2 separate regions of the Triticum aestivum genome follow, and region 1 is linked to region 2. A link is a contact called in public Hi-C data. All regions are on one chromosome and are shown on one strand. Each heading gives the region's core, a stretch centred on a gene start, on an enhancer-like site or on the middle of the called end of the contact. The rest is flanking DNA. Distances are from core to core; before and after follow the strand shown.

Region 1 (5,123 bases), core at 948-3,447, 190 kb before region 2:
TCCATCAGCACCTGAGCCGGCGAGGGCATCGGGTTTCCCGTTCCAGCAGCAAGGTTCTGAACAGGCTGCGCACCGGCCATGAAGATTCCAACCCGGCTTGGCGGCTCAAACGGGTCCGGAATACTGTCACCATCGGAACAACCCATGAGCCTACATCTTGAAGTTGATACAACGAGTTTGACTCATCGGTGGACGACTCGCCGTCAGAGCCGGCGGCCGTCTCGTCACCAGATCCAGATCTATCAGAGAGCCCTCCATGGATACATCCCACAAAAGCATGCTTTAAGGCAGGCAGGGCCCGGGCGGGTCGTGCACGCTGAGCCGTCTCGATGAGATCGGCGCAGAGATCCGGCTCAGGGCCCGGCTCACCAATCTTGCCAATGAAAACATGAATTCCGCCGAAGGGGACCCGGTACCCGTACTCAATTGAGCCGGCGTCGGGGCCCCAGTTTGCATCGTCGATGTAGAGCTTGCCGCGACGACTCTTGGTCATCCGGCCCACAGCGTATCCCTTGAGCCCTTCGAAGCTGCCCTTCAAGAACTCAAATCCACCGTGCGCAGGCCCCACGCTGGGCGCCAACTGTCGTGGAATTGTCACGGCAGATGTCCTCAAGCTAGGACTTAGTCGTGGAGCCATCGCCGCTAGGAAGCTTGAAGGGGTTAACGGGACAAGGAACACGTGGGTTTATACTGGTTCGGCCCCTTACGGTGAAGGTAAAAGCCTACGTCCAGTTGAGGTGGTATTGATTAGGGTTTCGATGACCAGGGAGCTTAACTGCTATGCCCGGCTCTCGATGAGATCTTTCTTGCCCCTAAACCGCTGCCGGGTCGTCCCTTTATATAAGGAGGCTGACACCCAGCAACTCTTAGAGTCCCGGCCGGCTCATAAGAGTGTCCGGTTCGGACTCTCAACTATTCTTGCCTTACACTACAAGTTCTACCATAATGATGATTGTAACTACGGGCCTTAAGCCATATCCGGGTCTTAAGCCCATCTTTGGCCCACCGTCTTCAAGCTTGGCGCCGGGCTTCTGGCGATGACCATTATGAGTAACCCGGCCCCTCCTGGCGGGTGACTCTAAGGTCTATATCTTCAACACCGGCGGTGGTTTAGGGACAAAAACAACAACTCGAGAGCCAGGCATAGCGGATTCGCTCTCTGGTCATCAAAACCTTAGCAATTCCACAACAACTGGATTAGGCCTGTACCTTCACCGCAAAGGGCCGAACCAGTATAAACTCTCCACATCCTTTGTCCGCTTTAACCCCTTTAAGCTAACCGTCACGATGGCTGCATGATTAAGTCCTTTTTCTAGGACATCTGTCGTGACAAAACCACGACAGCTGGCCTCATAGGAGAGGCAGCCACAAGGTCACAACTGAAGTAGTGCAAAGTCTGTGGTGCACCGAGGTCAGCTAGAGATGGCAAGAGCCACATATTCCTTCCAAAAGGAAGCAAGAAACACATGCCACTTGCGCGTGGAGAATCCTTCCGTGGAACAACCCAGGGATACGGTTGCCTGGGCCATTTTGGAAGCAACCGCTGGAGCCGAGCCAAGGGCGTTAACCGCAACGAGCCACCCCTGCTGTAGCAAAAACAGAAAACTACACTAGAGTCTACAGAAGGTAACTACGCTGTCATGGACCCGTGGTGGGCTCCAGAACGTTGCTATCCGGAACATACTAGTATATTATAGGTTTATTTTGATTCAAAAAGAACTACTACGCCCCAAACCAAAATCATTTCAGTAATGGAGTAGTGAACAGTTATGTTTGATTGATTTGGAGGGATATTTGGTGAGATGAGAACGAAATTAGGCAATCAATTGGCACTGCCGATAATAATGGAGTAAATCATGGGCAGCGATCGAAGTAGTTAATGCCAGTACCAAACTATATACTACTGCTAAACAAAACCAGGGGAGGGGAGGGGAGGCGGGAGAAAGAGAGTGCATGTCGACTCGACTCGACTCGGCGGGGTCAAACCAAAGAAGCCACCACGAGGCCGCCGCGTCGCCCCGCCCCCCTCCTGCACAAGGAAAAGAAGCGAAGCGGTGACGCGACCCGGTTTGTTTTACCGCGCATATTTTGGCCTTTTGGGCCCACGGGGCGGGAGGGAGGGGTCGTCGCATCGCGGGTAGCTCTTGTTCAATTAGCTGCGCTGTGCGTGCGTGCGTGCCGGTGCTCCTAGTCCTCGTGGGCTCGGGTCGCGTAGCGTACCCTGCCATCCGCGTCCCTATCCACCCGCCGCGCCCCGTCCACATCCCGTCCCGACCCTTCCTGGTGGTCGCATCGCCCTCGCCTAGCCTCGCCTTCTCCCCCCAGCCCAGCCGAGCCGCACCGTCTTCTTCCTCCCACCCCCAGCCCTACCCTACCCTACCTCCCCCTTTCCGCAAGGGCCAGATAGGATTTGGTAAGGTTCTTCCTGCCGCCGCAGAAATCCTCAAGGAAACCGGCACTTGGGGGCCAAGCAACCAACGAAGGGAAACCTAACCCAACTCGACTCGGTTTTCTCGATTCGTTTTCTGTTCGTCGATTTGATTTTTGGGCGAATTTCGCTTTCACGATCGGCGGATTCCGGGGGGCATCGGATTCGCGATCGGGGGCTGGGATTAGATTCTCGGCCGCGGCGTAGTAATAATTTCACAAGGGGTAATCGGCGGAGCATCGGTTCTTCTAGTAGTGCTAGCTGTTTGTTCTCGTCTGTCGGGGCCGCGATCTCGGGGGCGATGGCCGACGACGGGCTCGACCGGTGGCGCGGCTTCTTCCGGGGCGCCGGCGTCGGCATCTGCGAGGCCATCGAGAAGGCCATCCTCGTCGCCGCCGCCGACGAGCCGCAGGAGTTCCTGCGCCGCCGCGACCGCATAGCCGAGCGCCTCTTCAACGCGCTCCTCGCTCGCCCCTCCTGCCACGGCTGCACCGCCAGCACCGGCTCCGTCCCCCCCGCCACGCCCGCCGTCGCGGAGGACAAGGGCAGCGTGCGCCGCGTCCCCGAGAAGGACTGCAAGGTCGACAGCAGCAGCCTCGGCGCGCCCGGGGGCGGGGCGCTCGGCGGCGGCATCAGCGAGGATGACGACTCCGACTCCGAGGACGACGAGCGCCTCCGCCGCGCCGCCGCCAGCAACTACGGCCACAACTATGACGACGACAACGACGTGGAGGAGGAGCAGGACGCGGCCGCGCCGGCGGAGGAGGACCACCACGCTGAGGATGACGACCCGGAGGCTGAGGAGCTGGAGGCCCTAACCAACGAGATCGATGAGGAGTCACAGATCGTTGGGGAGGTCCTCCGCATCAAGGAGCTCCTGCTGCACAAGCAAGACCATGTATGCACTCCTATCTGTGCAGTTCTTCCATTCATTGCTAAACCTGTTATTTGTCAACTCCAGTGAGCACTTAGCATTGATCTGAACTAAAACACAAACGGTGTCTTGCAGTCGGATGCTACTCTGTTCGACTCACTTAGGAGGCTGCAGCTGATGCAATTGTCCGTCTCCACGCTTAAGGTACCTATATATTTTGCATACCGCATACGAGATATCTGGTTTTGTTGTTATTTGGTTTGCTTATCTTTGGGGCTGTTCATCGTAGGCTACTGAGATTGGGAGGGCTGTTAATGGCCTTCGGAAGCACAGCTCGCAGCAGATTCGTCACCTCGCGCTGGCTCTCATACAGTAAGCTTCATGAACCTTTATCTAGTTTGGCTTTATAGAACTAGTTCATGCTTGAATTTGAAGAGTTCAGTGAGGCAAATTACTTCTCTCATGTTCCGAAAAGATTTTGACCAGTACCAGTCCATCTGCACTGCTACATACTCACAATTTACCTTTGTTCAGCATCCCAAAGAAAAATGAGAAAATCACCTTGTTAGCATGAGTCCAAAGCAATCTTGTAAACTATTGTTGACATCTTCAGTTGCTTTTTGTGTTTCCAGGGATTGGAAAATTTTGGTTGATGAGTGGGTCAGTACTACCAACGTTGCCCTTGCAGGTAAAGGATCTGAGTTTGTTCAATGTTACATTATTTCATCCATCAGTTTCAGAGTTAATTCTGAGTGAATGAATGCTCAGTTGCAAGCCTCTTAGCTTACTATATTATTGCTGCTTTTACCTGTAGACAACTCCCCAGGAACTTCAAACCCTTCTGTTGTGGATGATGATGAAGAAGAAGAAGGCCTTCCTTCTCCACCTTTGGATGAAGGAGCATTCTTTGCACCTGAGACTACTGCCATTCAACTCTCTGAGGTACTAATATATCCACTCTTGCTATCTGAATTGTTTTAGTGTCGAACAATAAGCTAATTAACTTCCATTGTTATTTTGCCTGTTCGCCTTTGCAACCTGAAGTTCTTTGACGAAATGGATGAAGATGGAAGTGAGTACAACTACCCAAATTGCTTAGTTTTCCCTTGCTATGCTAGCACTCCACGGATTGTGGTAACTAACATTATATTATGACAGACTTGAGACACAACAATGATGTCCGCCTTGGAAACAAGAGGGAAAACAATGGCAGGAGGCCTGCAAACCATTCAACTGTGTCAAAACCAGAACTTACTCGACCTGTTGGAACTGTTGAAAGAGATCAGTTCAGGAGGCCAGAATTGACAAGGCAAGAACCACCAATGAGGCATACAAACCAGCAAAAACCTCAAGGTTCAAATTTGCAAGCCAAGCCCCATGGCATGCTCAACAAGCAATCCAGGCCCCTGAGTTCTGATTCTGGATCTATGAGACCAATGAAGGCAGCTACTCAACAGAAGCCCATCGGTGAGATGAAGTACAAACAGACTCAGGAACACTTCGGTGTCGAAAGAAAACCTGCAATGGGTCATGTGGATGTAAGTATCACATGTTACTGAGACTTAAGCTATGATGATGCTTAAGATCTCATGACTTATATCTATCCTTTGACTCCAGAAATCAAGGCTTCGTGCGCAGCCTTCATCAGGAGTCAGGTTAGAGTCGGCAAGGCCAAAGACCCAGGATGGCTTGGAAAGCAACGTAAGGTTGGAGGCAGCCAAGCGTAGGCTCCAGGAACGTTATCAGGAAGCTGAAAATGGTTCGTGTCGTCTTTTTGTTGCAATATTTTCTTTTATCACATATATGATCTTGTGGTTTATC
Region 2 (4,689 bases), core at 2,164-4,663:
AAATCTTCAGCCTGTATTCCCAGTTCGTCAAATAGTTTCCTCTGTGCTGCATTTCTGACCCCTGAACCAGAAAAAAAGATTGCGACTGGTGTTCAGTAAGGTGGAAGCAACAATGTGGATTGTGCAACTAATGCTATGGAACCAGTCTTCACGCCTCTGGGCAGATTGATGTACCTTGGCAGTTCTCCTCAATGAGCTCAGATTCACGGTGTAAAGGGTGGCTACAGCAAGTGTTTGTCCAGACAAGTGGAAATGTCACTTTTGTCGTAGACCGTTGCTGTAAAGAGTTACAATATTACAAAATTGTCTGTAATAGAAAAATGTAAGAGATATTTATATGATAAGATAGTGATGAAAAGAAGAAACAACGTTGCAGGTTAAGGCAGTATAAAAAAGATGTTAACATATGATTCAGGTCAAGTGTGCTGCCCTATTTTTATGTAGTGAGTTCAACAGTTCATTTTAACAGGAGTGAAGGAAGAACTGGAGATTGCACCCTCCAAAGAGGGGCCTTACCAACCTCCGAAATGATCTTACTTAGAACAAGATATATCGGTGTTTGCAGCCTACCAAAATCGATGCAGCCGTTTATGAAAATATCATTTTTCACACATATCAGCCTATATATCAACCAAAATGGCAGACATTTCACCTAACGTTTCCACTGATATGGACGTATCTGTATATGGCAATGATTCTCTATTAAAAAAGTGTTAGGAATAATATGATGCATTTACAAGTTCATCAAATTATTGAAGATTGAAAGAATATGCTTAAATTTGGGATATAGCATCTACAATGTACTTTCTTACGTTACATAATATCCCACGAGTCTATATTTATTACAACGTATTTCATAATCAACTAGTCAAAAATCAAGCATTGTTATTCTACATCTAATTTCACAAAAAAAGACATGATATGAACAAGAATAGCAAACAAATAGAGATATTTTCCACTGATACAACTATATATCATCTGATACACCATCCGATATCTGACATCATATATGCAGGAGTCACAGATGTGAAACCAATATCCGACATTTTTGAACCTTGGGGCAGCAACTAGGCCAAGACATCTCATAAAAAAAAATAGGCCTGACAGAGAAGATGTAAAACCAGACTAAGTTTGATTCTAGTTTCAAGTTGAACTGTAGATGGACCAAGCTATAGATCACACTTTCATACATGGGCATATAACTGTTTGCATGATTACTAGCCCAGCTAACCCAACTCCTCTTAGCTTCACCACAAGCTAATCTATGCCAAAGCTCCTAGATACCTCTGAAATTGATTTTTTTTTAACTTGACTATGCTATGCACACATCCTTACATACACTAGACTTAATCACCCGAACTAATCTTGAAAACAAAATGCGACTTTTCATTCTTAAGCTTCATAACAAAATAATTATATCACCTACTCCCTCCGTCCCATAATGTAGTGTCAAAAAACATCTTACATTATGGGACGGAGGGAGTAATTGATTGGAAACTATAACAGAAGTGGATCATAGTCAAGATACATGGTAAAATGGAAGTTGTATATACCTGAAGTAACAACTCATATTTGGAGTTGAAAAGAAAAACACTGAATGCTCTGTGAAGGGCATGCCCTGATTCTATCTTTTCCATGAGATGGCCTAAAATTATAAGACCGCAATTAATAAACAAAACTGACTGCTGCTAAAACAGATACTTCAATCCTAGATCCTCAGTTCAAATGCAACAAGCTACCAAACAGCAAAGCATGCAAATTCTATGTGATGAATTGATAATAGAAAAAATCATAATTATGCATTTAATTAGCTCCTGCTCATCTCATTTTGCTGTCAATGTGCCTCAAAATTCCACCTGAAGTTTGTATTGGCTCGAAAAGTTGTTTGCTTCTCTTCTTAATGAGAAAAATGTTCTTTATCTATACCACCATATAGTACACAAATGCTCCCTCCGTTTACAAATATAAGATGTTTTGGATATTTCAATATGGATTACATACGGACTGAAATGAGTGAACAGACACACTAAGACGTGTCTATATACATCCGATTCATAAAAAAGTCAGAACATCTTATATTTGTGAACGAAGGGAGTAACTTTGAATACAGACTGTTGGATGAACTCGATCCGATGGCCGAGAGGTGGCAAATCCAAGTGTTGTTGGCCGTACGAGCCTCCTTGAATCCGAATTTTTCCATGATTATACTTAGTACACCCCTTCTAAGTTCTAATGGAGAATGTATTTATCACATGTACCATCTCCACAATCTTCTATTCTATTCTACTCTTCCATACATTTTCTTGCTCCAATTTTTATATCTCTTGAACAAAAACGTTGTCATTTATGATTACCTTGTGAATTTTCATTCAAGGTGAAAGACTTGTGACCAACTATTTTTAAAGTCTATATACTTTTTTTAGAGAATTTCTCCCTCTCACACAATTCACGTGCAAAGCACATACAACCTACTAGTAAAAATAGTACTTGAAGCCATCTTCATTACCCTATTGGTCAGGATTAAAAAAATGTTGGAGACTGCATGGAAATTGGAATAGTATGATCCAATGCAATTCCCTAGTACCTTGGCACAAACCCCTTCCATGGGCCAGAGGTCATAGAAAAAGTTAAGCCAAACTTGAGTACCCATCCAACTACCCAAATATTCATTGTCGATGGCAATACCAAGAAATTTCTAGAAGCTCAATGGATATTGTCAAACACACAATGGCTATCTAACCGAATATAAAGATGATATTGCAGACATCATGGATGATAAAATGAAGTATTACAGAACACAATCACAAAGAAATGAAGGAAATGATTAACACGTACAGTTATACTTAGACTCGTGGCCGATGACATTGTCCTGTTCATCGACTAATATGCACCTGCATGGGAAATTCAACACTTCAGTTATACTGACAGAAGATAAAGCGGAAGCGACAACCTATCTCAGTTTAAGTTTTATAGCTGCGCAACCTAAAGTCCTAAATATGTCAATACGCTAACGGCATCAAAGCTAGACAGCCAAAGAAAAGAAAAGATGCTGATGCTAATCCCCTGAACCTGGTGACAGAAAGGGGAATAGCCCGGTTGGAAAATTCATCGAAACCTAGAAAATTAACAATATTCTTCACAGCAAAGCACCAGACGGACACCTCAGAGTTAACGACAAATTCCACGAGGAGACGGGCGCAATTCACAGCAGAGCCAGGACAAGTTGACGAGACGAGATAGGGGGGCCGGGACACTCACTCGTCGTCGAACATGAGCCGGCGCTGGACGGCGTCCATCCCCGCGTCCGCCTCGGCGCCGACGGCGCCGGCCTTCCCCATCACGACGGCCGTGGCGGCGAACGAGGCGCGCCCGCGGAAGGCGAGCGCCGGCCTGGGGAGAAGCCCCGAGTGGGAACGGGAGGAGGAGAGCGCGAGGCGGGACGAGGCGCGCCCGAGGCCGAGCGAGGCGGAGGAGAAGAGCGCGAGGGAGCGCGCCGCCGAGGCCGCCATGGTGGAAAGGTGGAGGGAGATGCCCGCGACGGCTGGATTTGGGGGTTAACTGTTAGCGGGTGGCGGGTGCGGTGGGTCACTTTGGTCACAGGAACAGAAGAGAGTACTTCTGTTTGATGTCCCGAGTGAGTCCAACATAAGTATCGCCACGAAAAACAGGTCCAAGAGAAGAATGATGCCCTGCGTTTCCAAACTTTTACAGTGCCAGACACATGTTTAGTGGGCGTTGAAGAAGCATAACCACGTGTGTGACATGGTGATATTCTTGGATGGCGACTTCTTTTTTGAAAGGGTCTCCGGGCATCTTCAATGATATCCTCTAAAACGGACAATGGAAGCGTCCACAGACACAATACTACAGGAGCCAGCCATCCGACCCTATAGCTAGCACGGCCATTAGTGTCTTTCAATGTACTAATAGCATTTCCCATTCTAATTAGGGCTTTCCGCCAGACATGCCCGTACTAAAAACCGGAGATAGAAATGAGCATTGGTGTTCTTCTTCGAGGCTTCTGCCAAACACCAAATGAACACTTGAAGAAAAGAAAAAAAAAGTCTTTCGCCAACTCCAAATGATCACCACGGTTTAATCCCCTTTTCGAAAAACACCAAATGAGCACCACAAGTGAAACAACTTATTAGGACAGCAGATAGCTTTCCACCAACAGCAATGAGCACTTCAAGAGAAAACTTAGTACACCGAATAGCCTTCCGCCAACATCAAATGAGCACTTTAAGAAGAAAAAAGTGAAACAACTTAGTGTTTCTGCCCTAGCAGCCTTCCGCCAATCCAGACGAAGAGAGGATACGTGGTGGCTTTTGATTCGTCATATGAATGTCCGGACTCCTGTAAAGCCTCGATAGTTTTGCTTCTGGTTTGCAGGAAAACGGATAAGCGGACGCGTGCTCTGACAAATACGGGACAACATTGGATGGCAAAATGCGTTCGGGCAGCACAACCTCGATGTTTGCGGCTATTTGAGGGTCTATGTTGGAGATGACCTAATGCCATATATTAAGCATCACATGTCCTTACAAACACATTCATACAGAAAAATCTTTAGGGTTGCCAAAGTCTTCTCCCACCTGCATTCATCGGTGGCGCGCCGTCATCATATCTTCTTCCTCCTGAATACCTTGCAATAATGCTAGTAATTTTCTTGCATGTATTCTTCGACAA

Evidence for each region. Hi-C and Micro-C count contacts between places; a contact is called where the count stands out from the background.
Region 1: a contact with region 2 is called in a Hi-C map of an unstated tissue, with 7 times the contacts expected there. The contact joins the promoter of LOC123182023 here to the promoter of LOC123182022 in region 2. A contact is called at or near these places in 4 of 5 Hi-C or Micro-C datasets (leaf and an unstated tissue) and 1 of 1 datasets of contacts at active chromatin or transcription factors (leaf).

What each region holds. Positions count from the first base shown.
Region 1 is chr1D:353,728,919-353,734,041 of IWGSC CS RefSeq v2.1, reverse strand. LOC123182023 (probable mediator of RNA polymerase II transcription subunit 26b) reads left to right here and starts at 2,197. Exons shown (of 9, transcript XM_044594456.1): 1 at 2,197-3,326; 2 at 3,438-3,506; 3 at 3,592-3,674; 4 at 3,935-3,990; 5 at 4,117-4,244; 6 at 4,347-4,374; 7 at 4,461-4,840; 8 at 4,920-5,061. The coding sequence starts at 2,730.
Region 2 is chr1D:353,541,195-353,545,883 of IWGSC CS RefSeq v2.1, reverse strand. It overlaps LOC123182022 (isopentenyl-diphosphate Delta-isomerase I), which reads right to left and starts at 3,413. Exons shown (of 6, transcript XM_044594455.1): 1 at 3,259-3,413; 2 at 2,836-2,891; 3 at 1,554-1,645; 4 at 175-277; 5 at 1-61. The coding sequence starts at 3,413.